Linked DNA regions of Sus scrofa: region 1 is linked to region 2. Evidence: chromatin contacts called from public Hi-C data. All regions are on one chromosome and are shown on one strand. The core of a region is the stretch at or near the end of the contact, and the rest is flanking DNA. Distances in the headings are between cores, read along the strand shown. Region 1 holds the start of NKX2-4 (homeobox protein Nkx-2.4). Region 2 has its middle 21 kb from the start of KIZ.

Region 1 (7,475 bases), core at 4,848-7,347, 250 kb before region 2:
ATATACACCACCACTGATTATTCCAAAGAAACACTGCATTTAAAAGAATTAACTCTAGAAGAAATCATCCTACACACCAGACTACTTACAGAAAACTACTTCATATGTGAAATAGTTTTCATTCAGATCCTTCAGAGTATTTTATATGTTTATAACCGTAAGCATGTGAGATCAAATTAAAACAATTACCTTGTAAAGTATTCTACCATCTAAATCCTAGAACAACTTACGCACAACATTGAACCCTAATACACCTTTCACAGGTCAAGATTTATTTACCCTATTAAAAAGTGAACTTTAAGCAATTATAAATCTGACTATAAATTTCTTTTTTACTGTGTAAAAGAATCTTTCACCCACTGAAGTGGCCATCTACTCTTGAATTATTTTAGTTTTTAAAAACTTATTTCATACACACACACACACCTTTTCTTTTGGAAGAGATGATCTACTCCAAATGCTACATATTTCTTCCTTTGTAAAGATATGCTGTATACCAATGACAAGTTGCTTTCATTCAAGCTGGTACTGATTTTCTCAAGGAATTCTTATTTGGCATTTTTGGCCAAATTCTAATAGCTTGTGGCTTGTGGTACTTTTGTGAAACTTCCACTACTTCTGAAAGCAGAAAACTTCTTCGAATTACCTTTGCAGTATTACCCCTATGTAATTCCTTACACAGTTAACAATATAAAATTTAGAACCTAATTTTCAAAAACTTTATAAAGTTTACCGGCTTACTGAAGAATCAGACCTCATTAGTAGTTTGCAAATTGGGTATTTTGAGGCAATAATTAATAATTTTCAAGCCCATCTGACAGGTTTGTTGTAAGACTCATTTTACTAAGTTTTTTTTTTTTTTAAGGGAAAGTTTATGAGGCAACTTTCATCAGTTGGTTCTCCTCATGGTACTCAAAGTCTGTACAGATTAATGAAATTATTTATCAATCCTTATAATGGAAATCATTGAGCCAAAAATTAAATTGTGTAAAATCTGCTAAAATTGATATTGATTCACGAGGAGAACACTAGCTCACTGCTTCAAGCACAACCTGCAACCTAGAATGCAGACAGATATATTGCAACTAATTCCACATTTGTTCCCCACAGAACAAAAAAGGACAAAATTGGGCAATATTCTCGAATTATATTACTGTCATAGGTATTTCCTCTACAGTGTTCACAGTAAAACTTTGTTAATTAATACAAACAAGTAATTTATCAACATGCCTAAAATTTAAGATTCTCCTTCAAGCAAGTGATAAAAAATTACTCAATTACCTGACTCAGGTGAAAAGACTGATACCTTCCTTGACAATTACAAATTAATTTGTAAACCTAAGGTGATACAGCTTTAATGGGACTTGTAGGAGAGAAAGAGACTTTACATTCTATGAACTTTATATTTAGAAGAACTGAGTGCATGTGAGAAAAAAAAGTTATAGAAACATAATTTTTAAAAAGCTGTATGTATTTAGTCAGGTATGTGTAGAGATATGGTATGACCTTTTAGAATGACTAACTCCTCACAAGGAATAACAGAAATGCAATTTTGCTTAAAATTCGAAGGATTTTTTCCTATAAAAGCCATTTAATTACATTCCAAGACATGTTAAAAAATGCTAAAGGCATTGTTCAATGGAACTGTTATTTCATTCTAAAAAGTTTAAACTTCACAGGTAAACAAGATATACAACTAAACTTGTTATTCACAATAGAAAATACATTTCAATATTGTCCTTTTTCTCACATCATGTATTTATTTTAATATTACACTAAAAACTTTAAAGCAGAAAATTTTAAATTTCTAGCTTAAGCTCCTAATTCTAGGGTGAGAGAGTTGTGCCATCCTGGTCAATTTTCATATTTTTACCCCTCTGCGGTAGCCTAACTTTATTCTCTATGACACTGTAAAAAACGAGTAGTACAGTATGACCCTAGAAGAGGGGGCTTCTGGTTTTTGAGGGATCTTTTAACTGGATCTCATTATTAGGATGATTCTAACAACAATCATGTCTTTCTTTCACACCCACCACTCATTCTCACATTGTACTAATAATCCTGTTTATTCAAAATATATTCATGGGTCAGAAAACTATTTTCAATCTAAAAATCTGATTATCAGGAAAGGGTGACTCAAGATTTTTTAATAGGAGTGAAATTGCAAGGAGTTTGCATTTTGGGAAGAAATTTTGAAAGGGGCGGGGGGCGGGTCAAGCTCTCCAGACCCCTCCTCTTCTCCCAAGGAGAGAGAGTCCCAGTCTCCTGGCCATGAACCTTCATTTCCGTCCAGTGCACTGGGGCGGGGAACTGGGGGATAAGAGAGTCAGATGGGGAGGTATACAGGTATTATGAAAATCCTCTCCTCTGTGGTCCCCCATTGGAAGGGGGGGAGAAATAACAAAGTCATCTAAATACAAGTGTAAAATTATAAGAGACTCGTAATCATCGAACATTTAAAACAAAGAGCCTTTAGGAGGATTAAAAAGAAATGAAAACCAAATTTCAGAAATTGGTGAACCCGACAAACATTTAAAAAAGAATTTTTAAAACTTTGTGTTTCATCTCCCTGTAGCAGTTTTGTTTCCTCTTTTTATAATCTCAGATTTTGCTACAAAATACTAGGATCCTGATATGTTTCTTTTTACTCCTTCCCAAGTGCAAAGACAATGTTTTAATGTTACTTTCAAAAACATGAGACTTGTTATTAATCAAATTATTGCACAACTTTGTTAAACTAATCACAAACATAGCAAGTGTCCCATTTCTAAAAGGCACTTATCTTTGAGGGTCAGGCTGAAAGTTTTGTTTTCAAACACAGTTTGTCTTTATAAGGAAATTCGGGACACATAAAAAATCTACTTGCCACCCTGGTAAAACAACACTTCCCTTTAAGGAACTGGCTGGTTCCCCACCTCTCTCAGGCCCTTTTCTCTGAGCTTATCTGACAACAGCAAATCCTACATCGGGGAAGGCTCCTACTTCAGAACTGTTTTTGCCAAATAATTTGGCCCTATGGTTAACTAACACAACGGAAGTTTTCAATAAATACCACACATTTGTCAGAAAGCCAAGAGAGTCTATTCAATCTTTCTGTCTAGGAAATTTTTCTTTATCTGCCACAGCCCATTTAAGAAGTTTTCAGTGGTGTGTATAAAATTACAAAAATCTAAACTATGAAAAAAGCAAGGGATCGAATCACATAAAATATGTTACCCCTTGTGCATAAAATGGCTGTATGCTTCCAGGTTGTACAGACCATCCCAGAAGAAAGAAACAGGTAACAGTGCCTCCAAGGAGGGAAACTGGGAGGCTGAAGGATGGGAAAGGGAGGGACATCTTTTTTTCACTATATTCTCTTCGGTAGTATTTGTGGGTTGATTTTTTTTTTTTTTTTTTTTCCCCTGAGTGCCAGCATTGCTTTTAAGGAAAGAAAAAAAACCAATAAGGAAAACATTCCTCAGAAACACATTTCCTGTGAAATCCAACATGGTCATTGGTATGTAAGAATCTACTGAGTATAAACTTCCACATATAGTGGAGGCAGACAATAATATGATGAACTCGGTAAAAAGCTTTAATGAAACGTTCATCAGATTATTCTAATTTGTGTCTGTATCTAAATATACATACACATCCTCCAGATTACATCTATTTTTCAGGATCATCTGCGCACATCCAAAGAGTGTTTTCAGCATGAATATAATGTAATTTCTGGAAGGAGATGCAAACAATTGATAGGGAGCAATGTTGAAGATTGTGGATTTTTTTTGTTCAGAACTGTCCACCTCCAGTCAAGGGGTATTAATTAGAGTACCAAGTTCCCAAGCAGCCAAAAGTGACTGTCTGCAGAGAGCCTCCAAATACGATAAAGTGCTTTTTAATTTAAAGGTGGGAGCTTGCCAGACTTAAATGCACTTGCAGCTAGACCCACTGTGCTTGAAAAACAAAGTAAGCACAACTTGTAGCTTGACCACTTGATGTGAACTGCTACCCTGACGTTCTACAGAAATGTTACACAAGATGAAATGTATAGCCTGAAACAGAGTAAATAACAATTGTCTGGGAAAAAACTGCGAGCAATTTTGCAGTTTGAATAACTAATCGACATGAAGATTATTAATAGGTTTCATTTCTGAAACATGTTTGAACTTGAAAAATAAAATTTAATGGTTCACGAGCGACTTGTATATCCATAGATGTTATAACAACTACTTTTACTTACCCTGTTATCTCTGAGACAAGTTTAAAGGGAAAGACTTTCTACTATTTTTGATTTATGTGAATCAAGTAAGCAATAAAATTTGAATTAAACCAAAACTTAGAAGCCAAACTGCAGTTTTCAAGATTACAGCAACCACTAAATACACATATAAATGCTTGTGTATTGCTATTAAAACAAAACAAAACAACTAAGCAGGCAATTCCAGCGCAGGTGAAGATGAAGACCTAGCCCAAGTGTTTCAAGTTCAGGAAAGACCTGTAAGAGTAGCATCATGTTAAAATTGTAGCATATAAAATACAAAATTTAAAAATTTGTAGCCTAAGTGACATCTGCAAACAATCAATGGTACCTTGTCTTTTGTTCTTTCAGCATTTTAAAATACTAGTACTCTCCACACTTGCCTGGTTGACACTTTCTTCCCGTAGATGAATATTGGTCCCTTCCCTGCCCCATCCCCTGTGCCCAGAGTCTTTAGAAAACTTGCTGAAATGAACAAAACAATTTTTAAAACAATAAGACCAAAACCACGGAAGACACTCCAACCAAAGGGCTGAAACCAAACAAGGAGTAGGTAACTGTTCTTCCCTTCAAGACATGTGCCATTGGGTTTTATGTCCTATTAGGTTCAACTGGAATCGTTTTCATACACCGTGTTCTTTTTAAAACAATAAAATCTTGCTTAAGAAAGCACTCTCCTTGTTTTTCTTTTTGGTGTCCTGGTCAAGAAAACTTAAAAACTGCGTCTTTGTTTTTCTGTTTTAACTGAAGGGCTGTTTCAAAATTTAATCAATATGCTTTGCACACTTCTTTTGTCCTATTCTTTGTCGTGCTCAGTATTCAGTGGAAAGTTCACAATGTCTAAATTCTTCTTTGCTGTGCAGGTACATTTGCAAATCAAAGGCTGACAAAGTTTTTTTAAAAAATCACTTTATCTACAGTTGCATATTTTTCAAGAGAAATTACCATTTTCACCTGACCTCAGCATCCATTTCATATTCCTTGAGTAGTTTATGTTTTTCAAAGAACAATAAAAAGATGCATTTTGATTAGCTAGAAATATTTGGATTTTCTTTTTCTTCTTTTTTTCCTTTCACTGTAATGATATGCCAATAAACCCTAAGTTGGACACTTTTACTTGAGGCAGGGGCGCAGGAAAAAAAAACAAAGATAAAGAAACCTGTAAAGAACTTCACAGGTAAAAAATGAACAGGAAACATTGGAACAGATGAAAAAATGTACCCTGATTCCCTAATCCAACCTCCATCCCCACAGAGTAGAAACAGAATACTTACAAGTTAGCATCTGTGCATCTGTATCCCTGTGTGTTTTCTCTCATCTTTGGATTTGGATACTTTGAGCTAATTTGGAAGGGCCCGTTTGGCTGCCCACAAAATGATGCTTAAGAGTCTAAAGATGCATAAATTAGAAGCCCGACAATGGCAGAGAACGGTCATTGTACCTCAGCTCTTTATGCGCTCTTACGGTGGGACCCAAGAGCCTTTTTCTTTCTTTTCTTTTCTTTTTTTTTTTTTCCCTTTTCTTTTCTTTTTTAACACTTTAGTAGACGATGGAGCGAGTGAGAGGCTGGTAGCTGGAGAGGACTCGGCAAGCCCTGCATACCGCCCCCCCCGCACCCCCTACGCCGCCACCTCAATTATACTGGACTCTTCTACGAAGTTACTTTAGGAAACCTGGGGTCTGGATGGCCAGAGGTGCGGAGTCCTTCAGGTCAAGACTCAACGCCGGCCTCGGAGTTTTATTTCTGGGGCTCGAGGGCCGGGGTAACCGCTGGGATGGAGGCGGGGAAGGTCGGAGAAAGCAAAGGGGGTGGGGGTGATCTTTTCAAGAAACACCCAACTGCTCCCTTTACCTTTTCTGCCTCCACTATGGGGGGGCGGGGGGGGGCGAGAGAAAAAGATGTCAATGACCATTGTTTGCTCGTTTGGGATATTGCTCCGCCCCCCGAGTCTGTCGTAAACCTGGCGCCGGACTAAAATAAACCCCAGATCCCGCAGCTCTAGGGGCTCGCCGCGCCGCGACTCCTGGTCACAGGCGCTGCCGCCGTGGCCGAGGTGGCGGCGACGAGTGGCCGCCGCGTCCCGCCCGCGCCCGCCCCGGGCCCCCCTACCTGGCCGCCCGCCGAGCCATGTCGTTGAGCCCCAAGCACACGACGCCCTTCTCCGTGTCCGACATCCTGAGCCCCATCGAGGAGACCTACAAGAAGTTCGGCGGCGCCATGGATAGCGCGCCGCCCGGCCTGGGGGCGTCCCTGGGGGCCGCGGCCGCCGCCTACCGCGCGCCGCCGCCGGGTCCGTCCTCCCAGGCGGCGGCCGTGGCGGGCATGCAGCCCCCGCACGCCATGGCGGGCCACAACGCGGCGGCGGCGGCTGCGGCGGCGGCGGCGGCAGCGGCGGCGGCCGCCACCTACCACATGCCGCCAGGCGTCTCGCAGTTCCCGCACGGCGCCATGGGTGGCTACTGCAACGGCGGCCTGGGCAACATGGGCGAGCTGCCCGCCTACACGGACGGCATGCGGGGAGGCGCGGCTGCCGCGGCCACCGGCTGGTACGGCGCCAACCCGGACCCGCGCTACTCGTCAAGTGAGCGGGGCCAGGCGCGCGGGACGGAGGGCAGCGGACGGCGCGGGCTTTTCCTGCCACGGCGCGGGGCGCGGGGGGCGCTGGGACCTGGCCACGGGCGCGCGGGGCGCCCTGGAACTTTGCGCGCGCTGGGATCCCGCCGGGAGCGCGCGGGACGTCCTGGGACCCTGCACGCGCGCGGGGGTGGGGTGGGGGCGCTGGGACCCAGCTGGGGGAGTGTGGGGGGCGCCGGGCGTCCTGCGACCCCGGCCGCGGTCCGGTTGGCGTCGCGGCCGCCAGGGCGCAAGAAAAGCTGGGCGGAGGCTGACCGGGCTTCTCCTTGGGCCCCTCCCCAGTCTCCAGGTTCATGGGGCCGTCGGCGGGCGTGAACGTGACCGGCATGGGGTCGCTGACGGGCATCGCGGATGCCGCCAAGTCGCTGGCGCCCTTGCACGCGGCGGCGGCGGCGGCGGCGCCGCGCAGGAAGCGCCGCGTGCTCTTCTCGCAGGCGCAGGTCTACGAGCTGGAGCGGCGTTTCAAGCAGCAGAAGTACCTGTCGGCGCCCGAGCGCGAGCACCTGGCCAGCATGATCCACCTGACGCCCACGCAGGTCAAGATCTGGTTCCAGAATCACCGCTACAAGATGAAGCGGCAGGCCAAGGACAAGGCGG
Region 2 (6,847 bases), core at 1,863-4,362:
CACAGGATACAATTCCAGGGTATTCGGAATACAAAAAATTCTATTTAGGAAAAAAGTTTGAAGGGTGGGGTGGGGTGGAGCAGTTGCCCAGAGGCTCTATCTCATCCTTGACCCGAGTGTGGCAGTGGGGGCACCTTTCTCTCTGGTGGGATTGGTGGGAAGGAACTCCCTCTGTCCTGGCCCACAGGCTCTATAGAGGCCGCTCACCTCACTGCATAATAAGTAAAAAGGGTTTGTGGACAAGGCTGCTGCCACTGCAGGGAATAATTCCACGGAGAGGTGGCCCCAGGAATTACCAGCGTTCGAGGTGGCGCTCCAGCCAGGCCACCCAAATGCCCCTTGGCCAGACACAGAGGTCGCCCACTGCGCTTTGTCCCTGGGCATAAAACCATTCCTTAAATTTGCTCCGCGCGGCTCTCAGACACAAGTTGAACCTCCATATCTGGTTGCCACCAAAAAGCTGTAGCTGGGCCCACGGAGGACAATTTAAAAGCTCAAGGCCAACTTTTTCCTTCAAAAGGTGCCACACACCCTGTTAATTACAGGTGCCTCCTGGACACAGTATCTTCGGCAGGAATTAAATTTGAGTTCTGGAAAGCGGACAGGGAAGATCCTAGACATAGGTGTGTCCTTGGAAGGAAGGACTCAGCATTCTCAATATTAACAAGGGGAGAGGAGGGGAGCCAAGCTAGGTTTTATGTCCCAGGTTGTCTGACTAAAGGACGCCAGGACACTGTGAGGGCGATAGCACTATCAGATTTCTAACGATCCCCAAAGTTGCGAGTTTAATTCTTTCCACCACAAGATCGCTCGTGTCTAATGATGTCGGACACCTGCAAAATGACGTCGAAATCGGTGGCTCATCGGGTGGCATTGTTGGTCTAACGTGCCAGGATGCTAGCGAAGCGAGCGGGGCCGCCCTGCCGCTGCCTCCCGAGGGCGAGTTGGCGCATCGATTTCACCCCACGCTCTCAGCCCCGCTGCCGAACACCATTTAGGCCAAGATCGGGTATAATGGGAAACACTATCAGCAGACAATTACCCTTTCAGAGGATTCACTTCTCCTCACAGACACTGTTATTTGAGAAATAGGATCATTTGATTTCATATTGCACTAAATAACACCCAGCCGGTTCAAATTGCCAGCTTCTTAAAAACCGCCCATTGGAATAAATTGCAGCGGCCTCTTTTGCTTTTCAGGGCAACATGATGGGCAGCGGGCAGAACTCATAAAAACAACTACAAAGCCAGCCCTGAGCCATCGCTATTGGTGGGAACAGCTCTGCCACCCCGCAGGCAAAGGCATTCGGCCGCCGGGTTCCCTGCGACCGCCCCCTTCGCCCGCCAACTTAGAGGTGGTTCAACCTCTTGGCTTTGGAGTGAAAATATACAGCCCTGGCCGCCCAGAGAAAGCGCTTCGGGACTCGCGGAGCGTTAGTGTCTAGCGGAGAAAGATGAGTGGGTGCGCAAGACATTTACGTGCCTTGCGTGGAGACCGCCGGGGGTGTGGGGCTCCGTGGCCGGGTGTGCGCCCTCCAGTTCGCGGTCTTGGCTTCCCAAGCTAGAGCTGCCACTGCCGCCGAGCTCCGCAACCCCGTGCGCCCGCCAGGCCTGCGGGCCGCAGCGCCCCTCTCTGACCTCAGCCAGGAGCCGTGGCTCAGGGGTCCGACTGGGGACAGAAAGGAGAAAGAATCTCGCTGTGGCTTCCGCGAGGAGTCCAGAGGGAGAGGGGACAGGGAGGAGGGGGGCGAGCTCGAGTTCGCTGCACCTCCACCGCAGGTATTTCAGAAAGAATTAATCTTTTTGAAGTTGGTCACAGCTGCGATTTAACTGACACCCTGTTCAACCGGGTGACAATTGTTCAGCTTGATGGGGGCGACTCACCAGCCACCCTTCATAGAAAACAAAATCTGACTCCCTGGTTCCTGGTTCCTTTGTACCAAGGGGCAGGGTGAACGTAAGACGGCCTGGGCCATGGCGAAGCTATCGAAGTCTTTATTCCATTTGTGTTAATGTGCTTCACCAAAGCCGAATTAGACTCTCTCTACTCCAGGTAAATTGAAGGCCGCATCCGGAGACACCTGTGCACCCCGATTCGGGGCGTGAGATAGAAGGACCCTTTTAGTGCGTCCTGAAGACCAGGAGGAAGTTAGCCTGGGCTTTGGGGGGACGGGGGGCTGGGGGCAGGGGATGGGGGTAGCCTTTCCCTTCCCAGGCGCTGGGAGGAGCTAGGGAGCCGGGGGTTGTGGGCCTGCCTCCAGAGGGAAGGCTTCAGGCGCCAAGGGAGTGAAAACCAAAAGCGTGGGCAACCTAAGCTGGATGATGGGGGACTGAGTGTGCCAGCCCACCGCACTGGGCCTTGTCCTACAAACCCTAAGCCGCTCCGCTTCTTAGCATTTCACCAGGTCACCCATCTACCCAGAAAGTGAAAGCGCCGCCTCAAAGGCCCAAGTGTACCCAAGCCAAACCCCGGGCCATCTCGGGCCGCAGGTCTCCGGACCTGCCCCCCGGACCTGGGAGGAGGCCGCGATGCGCGGCTTCCTACGCCGCCAGTTCTGGCCCCTCATATGCGGATCCAGGGCAGCCCCGGTGTGCCCACCGGAGACCAGGGAGAGCCCGGGGCCTTGCTCCATCCAGGTCTCTTCCCCAAGGTTCTCGCGTCCTCACTCCACGCGCAATGCACTCGGCCCCAGCCCCCCAACCTCCTCCCCGAGGGGACGCAGCCAAAGAACTTTCTCTCATCAAAAATCACGCCCAAACGCGACAGCCTTTCAAGCAGGCAGGAACAAGGTTATTAAATTCGAAAGAGCCAGAAAACACATCTTGACTGGCTCCAATCTTCTCTGCCCGCGGGAACCGAACAGCAGAGCTACGGGTGCAACGGCCGCACCGCCGTCTTAGCGACTCTGACTTGGGCGGGAGCCCCAGAGCTGGCGGAGGCTGCTGCCGGGCGGCCTTTGCCCCTGGGCCCCCACAGAGGACTCCAGGGACGCCGTGGGTGGGCCTTTCCCTCTGCCAGCACTTATTTCGGCTCAGAGCAGGGGCAGTGCGTCAAAGATCCGCCTTCAGCACGGGATGGGGATGTCTGAGTCCGCCCTGTTCCGGCCAGGGAGCCCTGGGTGAGGGCGGTGAGAATCAGTAGTCGCAGCTCCCGCTGGCTCCGGCCTCCGGGGTTGGCTGTGGCTGGCAGGTGACCCCGTCCTCATCCTTCCCGCTCCACCCGGGTTCACGGCCGCAGCGCGGGCCCCAGCGCTCCCCTCCCTCGCGCGCTGTCCCTCCACGTTGCAGCGTTTACCGGCGCGTTTTGTTCCCCTCCGGATTCCGGGCCGAGGGGCTGTAACCGTGCTCTCCTCCGACGGGCGCTAATCAAGTAATTTCCCCGTCCCAGCCCCATCAAATTGCTCTTTAGCTGTTGAACCGCGGAGTTTTGCTCGCCTTTTCACATGCTAATCACGCCCATTCAGCGGCTCTCGGTGGGGCTGTTTGTCGCGGGATAAATCTCCTTGTTTGCCGGCTGCATGATTAATTGATATTGTTGTCTGGCTTTTGTGGGGGCCGAGAGGAGCTGAAAGGCGGCGCGTCGTGACTACGCCGGGGGCCTCTGGCGACTTGTCGGGCTGCTGAGGTCCCGGCGAGGTCTAGCCAAGGCTGATGACATTATGCGCCCGATTTGGTTTCCTTATTAGAAAGATGATGAAAGACTCTGAGACCCCAGTTTTACAACCCACCACCGGGGCGCGGAAGCCGCACAGAGCTGAAATCACCAGCGCAGACAAAGCGCCGGCATTTGCTCAATTCAGAGAGGAGTGGGTGTCACTTGTCCACGCAGGAGACAATTAAATGCATTTCGGCCCACCCGGGATTTCAGTAGGAGTTGGACATGGGCGTGCTTGTTTTTTCCAACAAATAATAAGTCGGCTTTTTGTTTACTTTTTGCTTTTTTGGTTGGGGGTTGTAAAAAGGGTTAAAACCCATGGAAGAAAAGTAAAAGGAAGCCAGAGCTCCGATGGAGACCTTGTAGGCAGCTGTCCAGGAAAGCATCGCGAAGGCGCTTCCAAGGTTGACCTGGGTTTGCGAAGTGCGCGGGACTCATAGCGAATCACGCGCGGACCTGAGCGCACAGAATCGCGAAGGCCCGCGTCCACCTGCAGGCCAGTGTTTCATCTGCCACCGCCAGTCTCTGCTTATGGCCGTATTTCCCGCTGCCCGCAGGTGTGCAGTCAAACCAACAAATTCCTGCGCCCTCCGCACCCCTCCCGCCCTTTCCCTGGAGTCCTGGGGTTTTATCCTCGACGGGCTACCCTGAAAACTTGGAGATTCAATTAAATAATTCCAGTTACACGCTGCTCCTACTGCCGGCTTATTGCAAATATTTCCTTTTTCGAGTTCTAAAAAAAAAAAAAAAAAAAAAGGAAAGAGGAGAAAAGAAACTGTCGCCTTCGCTTTCACTGCGCGCGGGGTAATTGATAGGCGCCATCGGAGGTCAGAATTTGCATAAGAATTAAGAGCAGTAAATTAATTTAATATTCCATGCACATCTCCAATTATTCCCGGAGACCTTTGTCTCCGCGGCTGCCAGAGAGGGGATTCAGCTGCTCTTCAGCCAAACAACATCTGTGCGGTTAATAATTTGATAAACAGCTCATACAAATAGTTTCTGAATTATCTGGCAGCCCGATGACTATTCATTGGAAACGTTTTGGCAGGGTGTCCCTGCATTCTCTGAGGGCCTCAGGCATCAGCACAGACAAATGTCTTCTTATCTTTTAAACATCAGCAGAGGACAATGCGCAAAATAAGTCATTATCATTAAGCAATAACCCAGCCCCTTAAAAATAATAAACAAAAACAAAACAACGCCTGGGTCATCAGGGTTGTCTATTCTGTCTATTAAACACTCTGAGATGGACAGACATTCTGGTTGGGGACTGAGTGGAGGGGAACGTTGGTGTTGGGGAGGAACTGGACAGGGTGGAGGCTGCTTTTCTTTACTATCATGGATTGAAACAGCGATTGGACTTGTGCATGGAAATATCTACAAGATGAGGGAGAGTCACGGTGGTTCCCACCTGAAGGGGAACCAGGTAGGTGGGTGGGAGGGAGACCAAGTTTTCTTTGTATTGCTTCTTGTACCTTTCAGTGTTATCTCTGTCTAAATTTATTACTCATTGCACAAATAAATACCTAAGAAACAAGTTGAGTTCTTAGACAGAAGGAGAGAGTTGTTTTGACTGGACATGGGGCCTTACCTGACTTCTCTCCATCTTTCCTCCTGACCACACTCTGTCCTTCCTACCTTCATCCTGGGCCAACACGACCCCATCCTCATAGCAGCTTCCCATAGAGCACAAGTACGTCAGCTACAACATTGAGTTGGCCCGGATTTTAGATACAAAAAAAAAAAAAAAAAAAAAAAACCAAACAAAAACCCAAGCACTTGTAGAATTATGCCATCTCGTTGTGGAAACAGCTGAATTGACACTCTTCTTTCGCCATCTCTTTCTCTTCACCAAAGGTTTCATGGCTGTGATTAGGCTCCTTTATCTTTCTTCCACCCCTAGCAGAGCCCTGTTTCTGATAGTCTAGAAAGGAACCATCTGATCTTGAATGAGACCCAGACGGCTCTAATATTTGCAACCTGTGCATTGCAGCTCAATTTACTCCAGGTCTGTGTTTATCCAGGAATTGTTCTGCACTGACTTCACTATAACACAGTGTTGGACTAGGATCCTTATCTCTGTCTATACATTCCTGCTCGTTTGATGTATACACTTCACCCATTCAATACTCTGCTTTCTGTTTCCTACACTGCTGACAATCTAGGTACTTGAAGCCACTGAAAACTACCCTGAAGTTCTGAGTCCTGTCAGAACAGTAATATGATAGAGCTTTGTCCTTTACTCTAATGAGCCTGGGGTAGCACTGAGCTTTAAATGCAGTCAAACCCTTCAGACTATCGGTCTAAATATACAACTTTACAATGAATACAATGCTTGCCTGAGCTCAATGGAAGAATTAGTTTTCCAGAAAACAAGTCATTGTGTCGCAAGAACACAATAGCGTTTCTACCAGGAACATTCATTTCTATTTTTACCATTTTCTTCTTGCATTTCATTAGATTTTTTTCCCCCTTGGAACTATAGACACCACCAGGCTTTGCAGGCTTTTATAAGCCTGCAAGTCTGCTCTGTTATTTATGACGGAGGGTCTCTGTCTGCATCTTTTTATTAATTTCTGACTTTGATTCAGGCTTCTCTAGTCAGCAGAGTGATTTGAAAACATTTCTTTTCTTAAATGGAACATTATCAATTCTTTTGGGAACCATTCTAATTTTAAACACCAACATATTCACTTTCTTAATCTGCAGCTCTGATGTTACTCATTTTTATGCATCCAACCTATCCCCTTTGGCGGTAGTTCGTTTATGCCTGATATTTATCTTCTTTACATTTGTTTGACTATTTTTCAAAGCAGTATGTAGGCAGAAAATGGCTATTAAACAGGAAGGCAGGGAACTCTGATTATGTTTTTGACTCAGTAAGTAAAGCCACAGAACATTGACATTTTGAGAATTTTTTTTTTTTTAAACTAATGAGCCCTCTCCAGAAAAGCCGTCTGGATACCATTAAAGTTGATGAGTTTGGAAGGATTATCCTGATAAATGCTTGGCTTCTTGGTGATTAGACACATATTTTCAACACAGTTTCCTAAATGAGACTGAGGTCTGCATTTGGACGGAATTTTGCTGAGCATAATGGGAAATTGTTAGAAAAAAAAAGTGGAGTGCCACCTTACTTTGTAAAGTTCAAATCAGAGGTAACCACACTGAGCTACACTTGCACCGACA

What was found. Hi-C and Micro-C count contacts between places; a contact is called where the count stands out from the background.
Region 1: a Hi-C map of epiblast stem cells shows a contact between it and region 2, with 1.7 times the contacts expected there. The contact joins the promoter of NKX2-4 here to the enhancer-like site in region 2. A contact is called at or near these places in 4 of 47 Hi-C or Micro-C datasets (brain, embryonic fibroblasts, epiblast stem cells and 1 more).

What each region holds. Positions count from the first base shown.
Region 1 is chr17:29,199,920-29,207,394 of Sscrofa11.1, reverse strand. It overlaps NKX2-4 (homeobox protein Nkx-2.4), which reads left to right and starts at 6,097. Exons shown (of 2, transcript XM_021078193.1): 1 at 6,097-6,825; 2 at 7,161-7,475. The coding sequence starts at 6,372.
Region 2 is chr17:28,950,361-28,957,207 of Sscrofa11.1, reverse strand. No RefSeq gene overlaps it. Among named protein-coding and RNA genes, the nearest start is that of KIZ, 21 kb to the left of the region's middle. Within about 2 kb of position 3,112, at least 5 of the 83 cell types and tissues checked have an H3K27ac peak or open chromatin away from gene starts, as enhancers often do. A contact at or near this core is called in epiblast stem cells, where this site is marked.